Linked DNA regions of Sus scrofa: region 2 is linked to region 1. Evidence: chromatin contacts called from public promoter capture Hi-C data. All regions are on one chromosome and are shown on one strand. Each heading gives the region's core, a stretch centred on a gene start, on an enhancer-like site or on the middle of the called end of the contact. The rest is flanking DNA. Distances are from core to core; before and after follow the strand shown.

Evidence for each region. Promoter capture Hi-C pulls out the DNA fragments that hold promoters and counts their contacts.
Region 2: a promoter capture Hi-C map of liver shows a contact between it and region 1, with 3 times the contacts expected there. The contact joins the promoter of ZC3HC1 here to the promoter of MKLN1 in region 1. A contact is called at or near these places in 1 of 5 promoter capture datasets (liver) and 1 of 47 Hi-C or Micro-C datasets (epiblast stem cells).

Annotation. Positions count from the first base shown.
Region 1 is chr18:17,830,449-17,836,330 of Sscrofa11.1, reverse strand. It overlaps MKLN1 (muskelin), which reads left to right and starts at 3,812. Exons shown (of 19, transcript XM_021078931.1): 1 at 3,812-3,947. LOC106506781 (a long non-coding RNA gene) reads right to left here. Exons shown (of 12, transcript XR_002340361.1): 8 at 1,462-2,557.
Region 2 is chr18:18,736,459-18,742,127 of Sscrofa11.1, reverse strand. ZC3HC1 (nuclear-interacting partner of ALK) reads right to left here and starts at 1,311. Exons shown (of 10, transcript XM_021078727.1): 1 at 1,103-1,311. The coding sequence starts at 1,248.

The sequences.
Region 1 (5,882 bases), core at 2,563-5,062:
GCCCACGGCTGCTTTGGTGTCAGCTCCCGGCACGACTCTGCTACGCACTTCACCTCCATCTCTCAGCTCCAGCGCTTCAGCAGACCCTCCTCACCTGGCGGCATCTTCCCGGCCCTGGCACTCCCTGGCGACAAAGCTGCGGACCCTCGCGCACTTTGGGACCTCGAGCGGCTCCTACACCCGGGGAACCTCACCTCTCTCGGACCCCCAACCCACATCTTCCGTCAGAGAGGAGGGTGGCCACAAGCTGTCAGAAGCCTAGTTTTCTATATGACGACGAATCTCAACCTCACCCTTACATATCTCCACTCACCCTTCAGCACAGGGAGCTGAATCAGATATTTTACGGGGGGGGGGGGGGCTTGCTTTTTCTCCCTAATCGCAAAAAGAAAAAAAAGAAAAAGAAAAGACGCAGGTCTACTCAGCCACTCTCTTTTAAGACTCCCCACGTAGTTCCACCAAATGCAAGACTTAGAAAATAGAAATGCCCACCACACACCTGCTACGCAACCCGCCCTCTGGAAACCTGGAGATCCACCCAGCCCGCCTTCTGGAAGCTGCGCTTGGGGTGGGGAGAGAAGCGATGCCGCCCGGTTCCCTAAAGTAAGAAGGAGTGAGAGGGGGACCAGCACCCCGGCCCCGCCCGGGAGCGCAGTCCTTCCGGCCCCCAGCTCCAGAGCACAACGCGGCATCCTTCGTTCCTCCCGGCTGAACGAGGTGGTAGCCAAAGGCTTGGGTGCCAAGAGCTGTTTTTCCCTTTAGATCCCAGATGCCGCGTCCTCTAAGAGTATCCCCCCTCCCCACGCCGCCTTATTTCTGGTCGACAGCACAGGTGGGGTAGGTGGGAGAAAAGAGCCAGTGCTCTCGAGGTTCGGGATGTTAAGTCTCCGTGAGTGAAGAGGTGGGATCTCGAAATGGAAACAGTCTCCCCCCTCCCTCCCCTCCTCCTCCTCCTCCTCCTCTTCTGTTTACCTCAAGTTTGAATTTTATCTGCGCAACATTAGCTGGAATGCGGACATTGAAAAACACACACGCACACACACACACCACACACACACTCTCAACCCGGCAGCAGCTCCGGAGGAGCCATGTGGCATCAAGCCACCTCAAAGGGGAAAAAAGTGCTCTTAGCAACACAAACATGGCGAAATCGCCTCGGCATTCCCGGCTAACGCCACAACCCCTACCTTCCCTCGCCCGGCTCCAGAACATCCCGGCCGGGACCTGCGGCCCCTTCCGGGGGGAGGCGAGGAGCCGGGGGAAGTCCCAGGGTGGGACTGCGGGGCGTGCGAAAGAGGAAATAACAGAGTCCACAGTGGAAATGTTTCTGCTGGACCATCGAGCCCTCCGCCTCGCCAGCAGCGAGGGGACGCCTGGTTCGCCCGGAGAGGTCCAAACGGAGAACTAAATTCCCATCCCGAAGTCCTGCTGAGCCGGCTTTCCCCACCCCCCAGAACTTACCTTGGGGCTGAAGACACGCTGCTGCTTAAATCCCTTTCTCTTTCCTTCCTCCAGCGTGAGACGCAAGGGGGAAAATGATGCGCATGTATATTTTGTAGAGCATATTCTTCTAGAATTTCCCCTTGACCATCACGAGAAACGATGGAGGCTTCGGAGACAGGTGCAGTGCTGGCTGAGGCTGCCGGCTAAAAGTTGTTCTCTCGGCAGTGGGCGGCGGGGTCCCCCGGCTGGGGCTGGGGACCCGGTCTCCCTTCCCCCCGGCGTCGCCCACTTCCCCCGGGCTGCTGCTGCGCGCGGCTCAGCTGCAGGAGAGGTGGCGTAGTTTCTCTTCCTCCCACCTCTTCTCACTCACTTGTTTTTGTAGCCGTGGGCTCCCCTAATGCTTTCCTCTCCACAATGTTGTTTCATTATATCATGTCCATCATGTGACACCAGAGAGGCCTCTCTATGGAAACTTAAAGGGCCTCCCACGTGACTGCAGCAGCAACAACAGCAGCGGCAGGACTGGCGGTGTCGGCGGCCGCAGCGTTCGTACCACCACCCACCAAGAGCCCCTCGAAGCATCCCGGAGAGGCTTCTGGCGCTGCAGAAGCCCAGATAAGGGAGCCATAGCATCCGGGAGCTGTGGCGTCTGTGCGTGCGTGTAGCCTTTGCTCATTACATAGGAAACCGAACAGAAGGAGCGTCCTTAAATCCTTTCCTACACTCACAAAACCCACGCTCTGTTAAAATGACATTTCGTGGCTCTTACTTTATTTTCCCCAAGAGCAATGAGTTTTTCTATCAGTTTTTCTATTAAATTTTACCAAGACAAAAAGAAAAACTGGATTTTCTCTCTGAGAGTTCAGCCAGTTCTTGGGTAGATCAGAAATGACAAAACAATAATAACAAAAATAGAATCAGGCATTTGATACGTAATTACCATCACACCAGCTTTAAAGCTTTTCTGGAATTAAATTCCTCTGGTAACCGTGTTGATGATGCTTGCAGGAGGCAAATGCAATGCAGTTCTTCTCTTCCACAGCTATATTAGGGCTTTGTTGCTGACAACAGTAAAAACTTGTTTGTGTCAGGAAGTGAGGTACGAAGATACGACCTGGAAGGTACAGACAAAACCATAGTGGCAGTTTTTGTGTTACTTTTCTGACCACATTCTTTCAAATGGTGAGAAGCAGCTGATCTGCTGTAACATGCGTATATGGGTTTGGTGGGAAATCAAATAATCAGAACAACACATTTTCCTCTAATCATAATGACCATGCTAGTAGACACTAGAAATTACATATGGATTTACATATGTGTGTGTAGAGAGAGAAAAGTGTATGCCTTTATATGATATTTTGACCAAAAACTTTGTCGTCATTTCTAGCATTTAACTGAAGCATGTAACAAACACTTTGACCCAACCAAGTCCAGTTATGTGTGGAGACTGTAACATCGTTTTGAGTGCCTTCCTGTTATTGAATCACAACCCCCAATCCCAAATCTCTGCCTGAAAGTTTGTGTGGACCCTGGGATTTTATCCTGGAAATGTAAGCCAAACAGCTCTTTCTATGTTTTAGTTCATGCTTTTCCATTTATAAGGACAATTCCCTGTTGGATTGGCAGAATAAAAAGAAACTTCACAGGAAACGGAAGAGTGAGATGGAAGAGCATCCTCTCTTTGGGCTTTGCCCTGACTCTTCCTACCTCATCAGTTTTCCTCATCAGCCATGATGCATGATCTCCACTACATTCCCTCTGATCCCTTAATGTGTCCCCCAATATTTCCCTCCCTATGGAATGCCTAATTCTTCCATCCCTTTCCCCTTTTCTGTTTTTGCCTCCCAATTCAGACCCGCACTGCCTGGATACTTAGTTCAGGCCTCCCCACATTCTGCCTCCCAGTCCTCCTTCCCCAGCAGGTCCCCTCCTCCCCTTCCCAGTTAGGTCTCCCTTCTCAGCAACTCTACCTCCTTACCTCTCTTTGACCTCCTTTATTCTCCTTCACAGTCTGGCCCTCGACTTCTCGGCCTCTTCTTGCCCTTCTTTCCCCGCAATGTCCTGCCTCTACAGGGGTCTCCTTCACACCCTTCTCTCAGGTCCCATCCCTTCTGACGCCGAACCCCAGCATTCCTCAAGGGCTTGGCCTGATAGGCTTTAGCCTGATTTTGTTCCTGTGGCCCTGGGCTGGGAAAAGAGTGTATGGTGCAAAGTGGGGGCAAGAATCCCCTTCGACGGTGGCCCCTGCCTGGTTCCCCCTCCGCCCCTCCCAAGTCCCGGTTGCGGCGCTTCCTGGGCGGATGGCTGGGACTTGCTGCAGCAGCTGCGGTTCTGCTGTGTCATGCAAGAAGGAGGCGGCGGCGGCCGGAGCAGGAGGGGGAGGAGGGGAGGAACCTGATCTCTCCGGTAGCGAAGGGCTGGAGGCAAACACCGAGTTCCCCCTGAGCCGCCCGGGAGCAGGGAGGGCTCCGCTACCCCGGGGGGCCCTCCCCGCGGGGCAGATGGTAAGTGGGGTGGCGCAGGTGGTCGCCTTGGGAAGGGAGCGCGCAAGGGGGGGTTAGGTGGGGAAACGGGGAGAACTAGAAATCACCCCAGCCAAACTGAAGGAGCCCAGTGTCCAGCTGAAAGGAACCCGGGCTGTAATAAGGATGACCAGCAGCAATAGTTACCATTCAAATAATACCCTGCAGTGGACCCAGGCTTCACGGAGTTGTGCATCCTGAACCAAGGACTGAGCTAGAGGCAATGAATGATTCAGGGTTTGAGAACCACCAGCCCATCAGCCCTGGCGCTTTAGGGTACAGCTGAGTAGCAAAAGTCAACATACACATATTCCTATAGCCTGGCTGAGCTTTATGGGTTGTCTTGTTTAAAACTAGGGAAGGGGATGGAAACCTGCCCAACCTCACTTTAGCCACGAAAATAATGGTCTTGGCCAGTGGCCTTGGACAAACAGCCTCTGGTGCAATTAAACAATCAATAGAAAAAATAGCTTCATTCTCTTTACCACTCTCCTTCCCCAAGCTTCTTCAACCAGAGTAATTGATTATACTTAAAGGAGAAAGAAAACTCTGCCTTGCGTTCCCTCCCACCCTGCCCTCTCTGGGCATCCACCCTACACAAACTGCCCGCCCCACCATTGACCCCCACTTTCAGACCATGAAGGGACTGCCTTAAACTCTGAACAATTTCACCTCTGCTGCCTTTTAGCCCTTTCCCGGGAGGGGAGTCAGAAACATGGAACTGAGAACAGTGACCACAGAGGCAGGCTGGAGGAACATTACCTCTTTACCTGAATGCAATTCTCAGGACAACTTTTTAAAAAATTATTATTCTTTTCCATTTTGCTCCTGGAAATTTCAAAGCACTTTCTGTAACATCATTTTTTTTTTTTTCTTCGTCAGTCATACATTAGCAGTAAGGGGTTGGCGGGATTAACTGAAAGGCTAATGACTGTCTCAAAAGCACATGCTGTTGCTAGGGAACTCAAGCTCATCCTGCTCTCTAATCACTAGCATGTTATGTGGAAATCAAACTTCTCAGGGTGTTATTAAAATGAATGGCATTTGGTTAAAGGCGTTCTCGCTTGTGTTGTAGCATCCTGGATTATTATCGATTGCCTCACACCCACATATCTTGTTTTCCTAATTTGATTTCTGAATGTGCGTCACTGCTAGGGACACACAGACTAGACCAGTCAGGTTCACTTCCTGTTTCTCAGAACCGGTTTATATTTGGTCTCATAGCACTAGCTGGTAAAACATTATCAAACCGATCCTCTTGGAAAGAAAATCTGTGCTTTCTGTGAAAACAAATTATCCCAATTAAATTCTAATTCCCATGGAAAACGTCATCATTTGAGGAATAAAGCAGACTGCCAGTGGCTATTTGAGAAAGCCATTCTTGAAATGTAAAGCCTAGAAAAACTCATCATCTTTATTTCTCTTACCCAGAATCTTCATTCCTGAGCCTTAGAACTAAAACAAACTCAAGTTGAAAGGAGATTTAAGTAGGATATTTCTAAAATGAAGCTCAAAAAATACACACTGAAGCTGGGGAAATCATTTAGACTAAATATGGCATAGAATTGAATAGAATCCAGGCCCCAGAAGCACAAATAAGCTTGGGTTAGCATTGGGGCGCTCAGAGAACAGAATGTGATTACAAGGCTACACGACAAATAGGAGCCCATTTCTTTGTACTAATTGTCTCTTTTACCATTTCTCCCGTGTCCCTGGATTAAGACAGCCTTGCTTTTTTTTTTTTTTTTCCAGTTCCTTCCTTTTTATAACAAGGATATCACAAAGGTACTATCATAAAGATAAGCGCTATATAACTAGTTAGATAAGTTCTGATGTAGATAATTTGTTTAGATGGAAAATAAAAGGGTATATATGGCATTGAGGAAGGGTCAGCTGACTGAAAGTCAGGGAATTTTA
Region 2 (5,669 bases), core at 62-2,561, 910 kb before region 1:
GGAGGTTCCCAGGCTAGGGGTCGAATTGGAGCTATAGCCGCCAGCCTACACCAGAGCCACAGCAACACAGGATCAGAGCCGAGTCTGCAACCTACATCACAGCTCACGGCAATGCCGGATCCTTAACCCACTGAGCAAGGGCAGGGACTGAACCCGCAACCTCATTGTTCCTAGTTGGATTCATTAACCACTGAGCCATGACGGGAACTCCTGAATGAAGGTAATTTTAAAAAGCCATAGTAGGAGTTCCCGCTGTGGCACATTGGAAATGAATCTGACTGGTATCCATGAGGATGCCGGTTGGATCTCTGGCCTCACTCAGTGGGTTAAGGATCCAGTGTTGCCATGAGCTGTGGTGTGGGTCACAGACGTGGCTAGGATCTGGTCTTGATGTGGCTGTGGTGTAGGCCTGCAGCTGCAGCTCCAATTGGACCCCAAGCCTGGGAACCTCTATTTGCCGCGGATGTGGCCCTAAAATGACAAAAATAAAGTAAATCAGCAGAACCTGTAAATTTGTCACCAATGGAAATCATAGATATTTTGTCACATTATGTTTGTTGCACATGTTTTGAAATACTGTTTATGCTCATCACTATTTCAAAATTACGGTAGACAAAAGACCTATTACTAGACATTACTTAACTCTTGAATAATGAGGCATTTACTGCATCTTTTTTTCCTCTTTTACTACCTTGATAACTGTATTCCAACGTAATTGGTTTCTTCATAATCCTAAATAATTTACTTTATGCGTTTAAAAATTAAAAATAAAATTCTGAGACGGGGTTCATAAACTATACCAGGCTGCCAAAGGTGTCTGAGGCTTAAAACAGGTTAAGAAGCTAACATCAGTTAGCGGTCCTCTCCCCCCACCCCCCACTTGTCTTAGAGCAAAACCGCGCCCCAGGTGCAGAATCCAGTACTTCCCAAGTAGAAGATTAAAGCTAACTAAGCAAAGCAACCCCAGGGTCTTTAAGATACCAGGGCGAAGCCATCCCCCCCGCCCGAGTTACAGACCTAGGGTATTCCCCTCCCTGCCCAAGGTCCCCCAAACCCTCTCCAATCTGCCGTTGAGAGACCCAGGGTGGACTCGCGGACTCACGCTTCGGCGCTTCCCTCTTCTGGGGCAATCCCCTCATCTATCAGCTGCCGAACTTTTTGGGGAGTCCCTTCTGGGGAGCGAACAATTGCACTCCAATTTTTTTCGACCCCCGCGGCAAACGCTGGCCCCTCACTGGGCGCCGCCATCTTGGTCCGTTGCCGAGTTGTTTCCCGCGGGTGTGAAGGCTCAGGAACTTCCGTTCTGGGTGGTTAAGATCCTCCCTTCCAGGCTGCCGCCCACGCGTTTGCCCAAGGGACTTGCCTTGTCTGATCGCGGGGCGCAGCTTTACTTGGCCATTTTAGACCGGAGATAAACCCTTATTTTAAAATGAGGTTAGCCATCACAAGAGGACTGTGATGAAACACCAAGATTAGTCGTTTCCTTTATGCAGGAGCATATTTGGGTTGATAAGAGTTTTTGGGTTTTTTTAAGTCTTTGTTTTATTTACTTTTTCAGGGCCCCACTTGCGGCAAATGGAGGTGCCCAGTCTGGTGTCCGATTGGAGCTGCAGCTGCTGGCCTACACCCCCAGCCACAGCAACGCCACATCTTAGCCGAATCTTCAACCTATACCACAGTTCACGGCAAAGCTGGGTCATTAACCCACTGAGGGAGGTCAGGGATCAAACCTGTGTCCTGGATAAGGGGTTTTAGAGCACTGTCTCTCCGAGTCCAGCAAGGGTGATGGGCCCAATTTAGTCTTAATTAACTCAAGGCCCTCCTAAGTTTATCTTTTTGTATATGAGGAAATGGCAACTGTAACTTTAGTAAAGAATTTAGAATCCTTCTTAGAAACTGCGTTGTGGATGGGCTCAGAAGTCGCTGGCATTTGATGTTATTGAACACTCTCTCCCCGCTTTGTCCAAAAAATATTTATTGAGGGTGTCCTACTGATGATGCCCTCGGCCCTGGCAATGACAGCAGTGAAAAAAGAAAATGTAGTTCTTAGGGGAGTTGGAAAAAGTTTTCCTAAGTTTTGAGGTTATAAGTGCACTGAATAAGTACCAAGGATATAAAAGAAGGACCTAATTCAGTCTGCAGATTCTCCTGAGCGTATCAGTGCTGAAGTTAAAATAGATGAGATTGTGGGAAAGAGATCTGCCCAGACTCTTCCAACATCCAGACAATATAATCATATAATCAACAGGAAAAGAAGACTGATGTGACTGAGCAATAGGCAAAGATGGAAGTGGGACCACCCCCGACCCTTCCAGCTCACTCTCTGTGTGCTTCCAACTCCAGTAATATTCCCACCCGCAGCGCCTTCAACCTATTCATCTCAGCCTTTCCATTGTTCTCTCATAATTCCACTGTGCTCCATATTTCTTCTGTCCTTAGCCAGCTTCAGTTCATTGCCAATCATCATCATTCCTTTGCAAACTTTGAATATGGACTGAGAATTATTTAGTATTAAAGACATATTAGTTTTGTTATATGTTATTGGCATTGTGATTATGTTTTTGTTTTAATTTTTTGCCCGTGCCTTCAGCACATGAAAGCTCCTGGGCCAGGGGTGGAACCCAGGCCATAGCAGCAACTGAAGCCAGTACAGAATCCTTAACCTGTTGCTGATCCCTAACAAGAGAGCTCTGTGGTTTCAGTTTGGAAAAGTCCTTACTTATATGAGATACATTTTGATGTATAGGTGAACTACTATGATGTCTGGGATTTGCTTTAAAATTCTGAAGAAAAAGAAAATGTGAGGAGGAAATAGATGAAAAAAGATCGCGAAGTGTTTTCAATTATTGGTGTTAAATTATAGACTCGTAGGGGTTTATTACAGTCTTCTTTCTACTATTATGTTTGACAATCTCATAATAAAAAACAAAGTAAATAAGCTAAAAATAACACATTCTCTTAAATGTACCCTCAATTTTTTTTCTTTCTTTCTTGCTTTTTTTTTAGGGCAACACCTAAGGCATATAGAAGTTCCCAGACTAAGGGTTGAATCGGAGCTGCAGTTGCCAGTCTACACCACAGTCACAACAATGCAGGATCTGAGCTTGGTCTGAGACCTACACCACAGCTCATGGCAAGACCGGATCCTTAACCCACTGAGCGAGGCCAGGGATCAAACCCACATCTTCATGGATACTAGTTGGGTTCCTTTCCCAATGAGCCACAAGGGGAACTCCTTTGAACCTTCCTTCCTTTGTAGAACTCACATGGCAAAACCTCAATCGCAATTGAGTTTACTGATCCACCACGATGCTCCTACACCCTGTCAGGTGAATATGGTTAAAGAAAAATGAAGGACGTGTTGATTTGTCTCTCTGTGGTTGGCCTCAGGTGGGTCCTTAATTCTGCCCAGTAATCATATCACATTTCCCTAGGCTACGTTCTCTCCTATGTGCATAGATGATTATTACATATCTCTCTCCTCAAATCTTCCAGGCCTTTTCAAACCCATCCTCTCTGTCGATGCCCTTGTTTCCTATTGCACTTAAAAAATCAAAACAATTAGAAGAAAACTTCCACAAATTTCCACCACCACATCTCCCACCAGCATATAGAGTACTGAGAACTTTTTAAGTTCCCACATTCCCATGGTAATAGCCAGAAATCAGAGCCAGTTTTAAGTCCAATCGATTGATAACTCACCCCAGCAAACAGGCTTTTGCGAGCCCAAAGACAACCCATTGATTCTGGAAATCAGCCAGTCACAGACTCGCTTCAATACACATGCCTCTGAGGGTCAACCAATCAACAATAGTCTCACCCAAGTTACGCTTCTACAGAGAAGGTCAACACACTCAGACCTCTGAAAGTTCAATCCCTAAACTCCCCTCTTTCTCCAAAGCCGATATAAGACGGCTAGTGTGCTCTGCTCTAAACCTGTGCCTGATAAGCATGACTCTCACTGCCTTCAGCAAGCAATAAATTCAGCTTTGTCTTTTCATTTCACGTATTGAGTTTTACCTTCTGATAGTACTTTACCTTTCTTCCTGTTGCTCTAGATCAGTGGTTCTCAAATGGGTGCAGTTTTGCCTCCAAAGGGACATTTGGCGATTTCTGGAAATGTTCTTTCAAGCTACAAATGGGGTGATGGTAGAGGCAGGTGCAGCTGCTAAACCTCTGAGAATGCACAGGACAGCCTCTCACAGCAAAGAATTCTCTCACGTAAAATGTCACAAGTGAGTAGATTGAGAAACCCTGCTGGAGTCTGTGCTCCTATATAAGGCCATCCTTATGCCCTTAACCTAATCCCCGACTCAAGGATGTTTCTGTCCTCTACTGAACGTTCCCGTCAGCATCAAGATATTATTTCTTCCGTCTTAAAACCAAGACAAGGAGTTTCCATGTGACTTGGCAGGATCTGGTATTGTCAGTGCAGTGGGGCTCAGGTTGCTGCTGTGGTGTGAATTTAGTCCCTGGCCCGGGAACTTCTATGTGCTGTAGGCATGGCCAAAAACAACAACAACAAACCCCAAAAAACAAACAAAAACCCCCACCTTCTCTGATTGCAGTTCGTTATCCAGATACAACTCGACCGTTATACTCTTCTTTACAGCAAAAAATTGAAATTCTCCTTGAAAAAATTACCTATCCTGGAGTTCCCGTTGTGGCTCCATGGAAACAAATCTGGACTAGCATTCATGAGAATGCAGGTTCGATCCCTGGCCTCGCTCAGTGGGTTAAGGATCTGGCATTGACGTGAGCTCTGGTGTAGGTCACAGATGTGGCTTGGATCTGGCATTGCTGTGGTTGTGGTGTAGGCCCGCAGCAACAGCTCCGATGAGACCCCTAGCCTGGGAACCTCCATATGCTGCAAGTGTGGCCCTAAAAAAGATTAAAAAAAAAAAAAAAAGGAATAGAAAAGAAAAAAATTACCTATCCTCACTGATTTCAGTACCTTCCATTCTCCCCTCATTCTGTTTGCTTCGGCTTCGATAGCCTCCTTATTAGTCCTGGGACATGACAGATGTAGCCCTGCCTTGAGACATTTGCACTTCCTATTCTCCCTGCCTGGAAGGCTCTTGAGACACCCGAGTGGTTCTCTCCCTCACCTTCTCCAATTCTCTGTGACTTTTTTTTTTCTTTTTTTTCCTTTTCTCATCTTTTCTAGGGCCGCCCCCAACGGCATATGGAGGTTCCCCAGCTAGGGGTCGAATCAGAGCTGTGGCCGCCAGCCTACACCACAGCCACAGCAACACCAGATCCAAGCCCAGTCTGTGACCTACACCACAGCTCATGGCAACGCCAGATCCTTCACCCACTGATCGAGGCCAGGGATCGAACCCACAAACTCATGGGTCCTAGTCGGATTCGTTAACCAGTGCGCCATGATGGGAACTCCTCTCTGTGACTTCTTTTTTTTCTTTTTAGGGCCGCATCCACCTGGAAGTTTCCAAGTTAGGAGTCCAATTGGAGCTACAGCTGCCGGCCTACGCCACAGCCACAGCAACGCCAGATCCAAGCCACATCTGCAACCTACACCACAGCTCATGGCAATACCGGATCCTTAACCCACTGAGTGAGGCCAGGGATCAAACGTGCAATCTCATGGTTCTTAGTTGGATTCGTTTCTGCTGGGCCATGGTGGGAACTCCTCTGTGACTACTTTATTC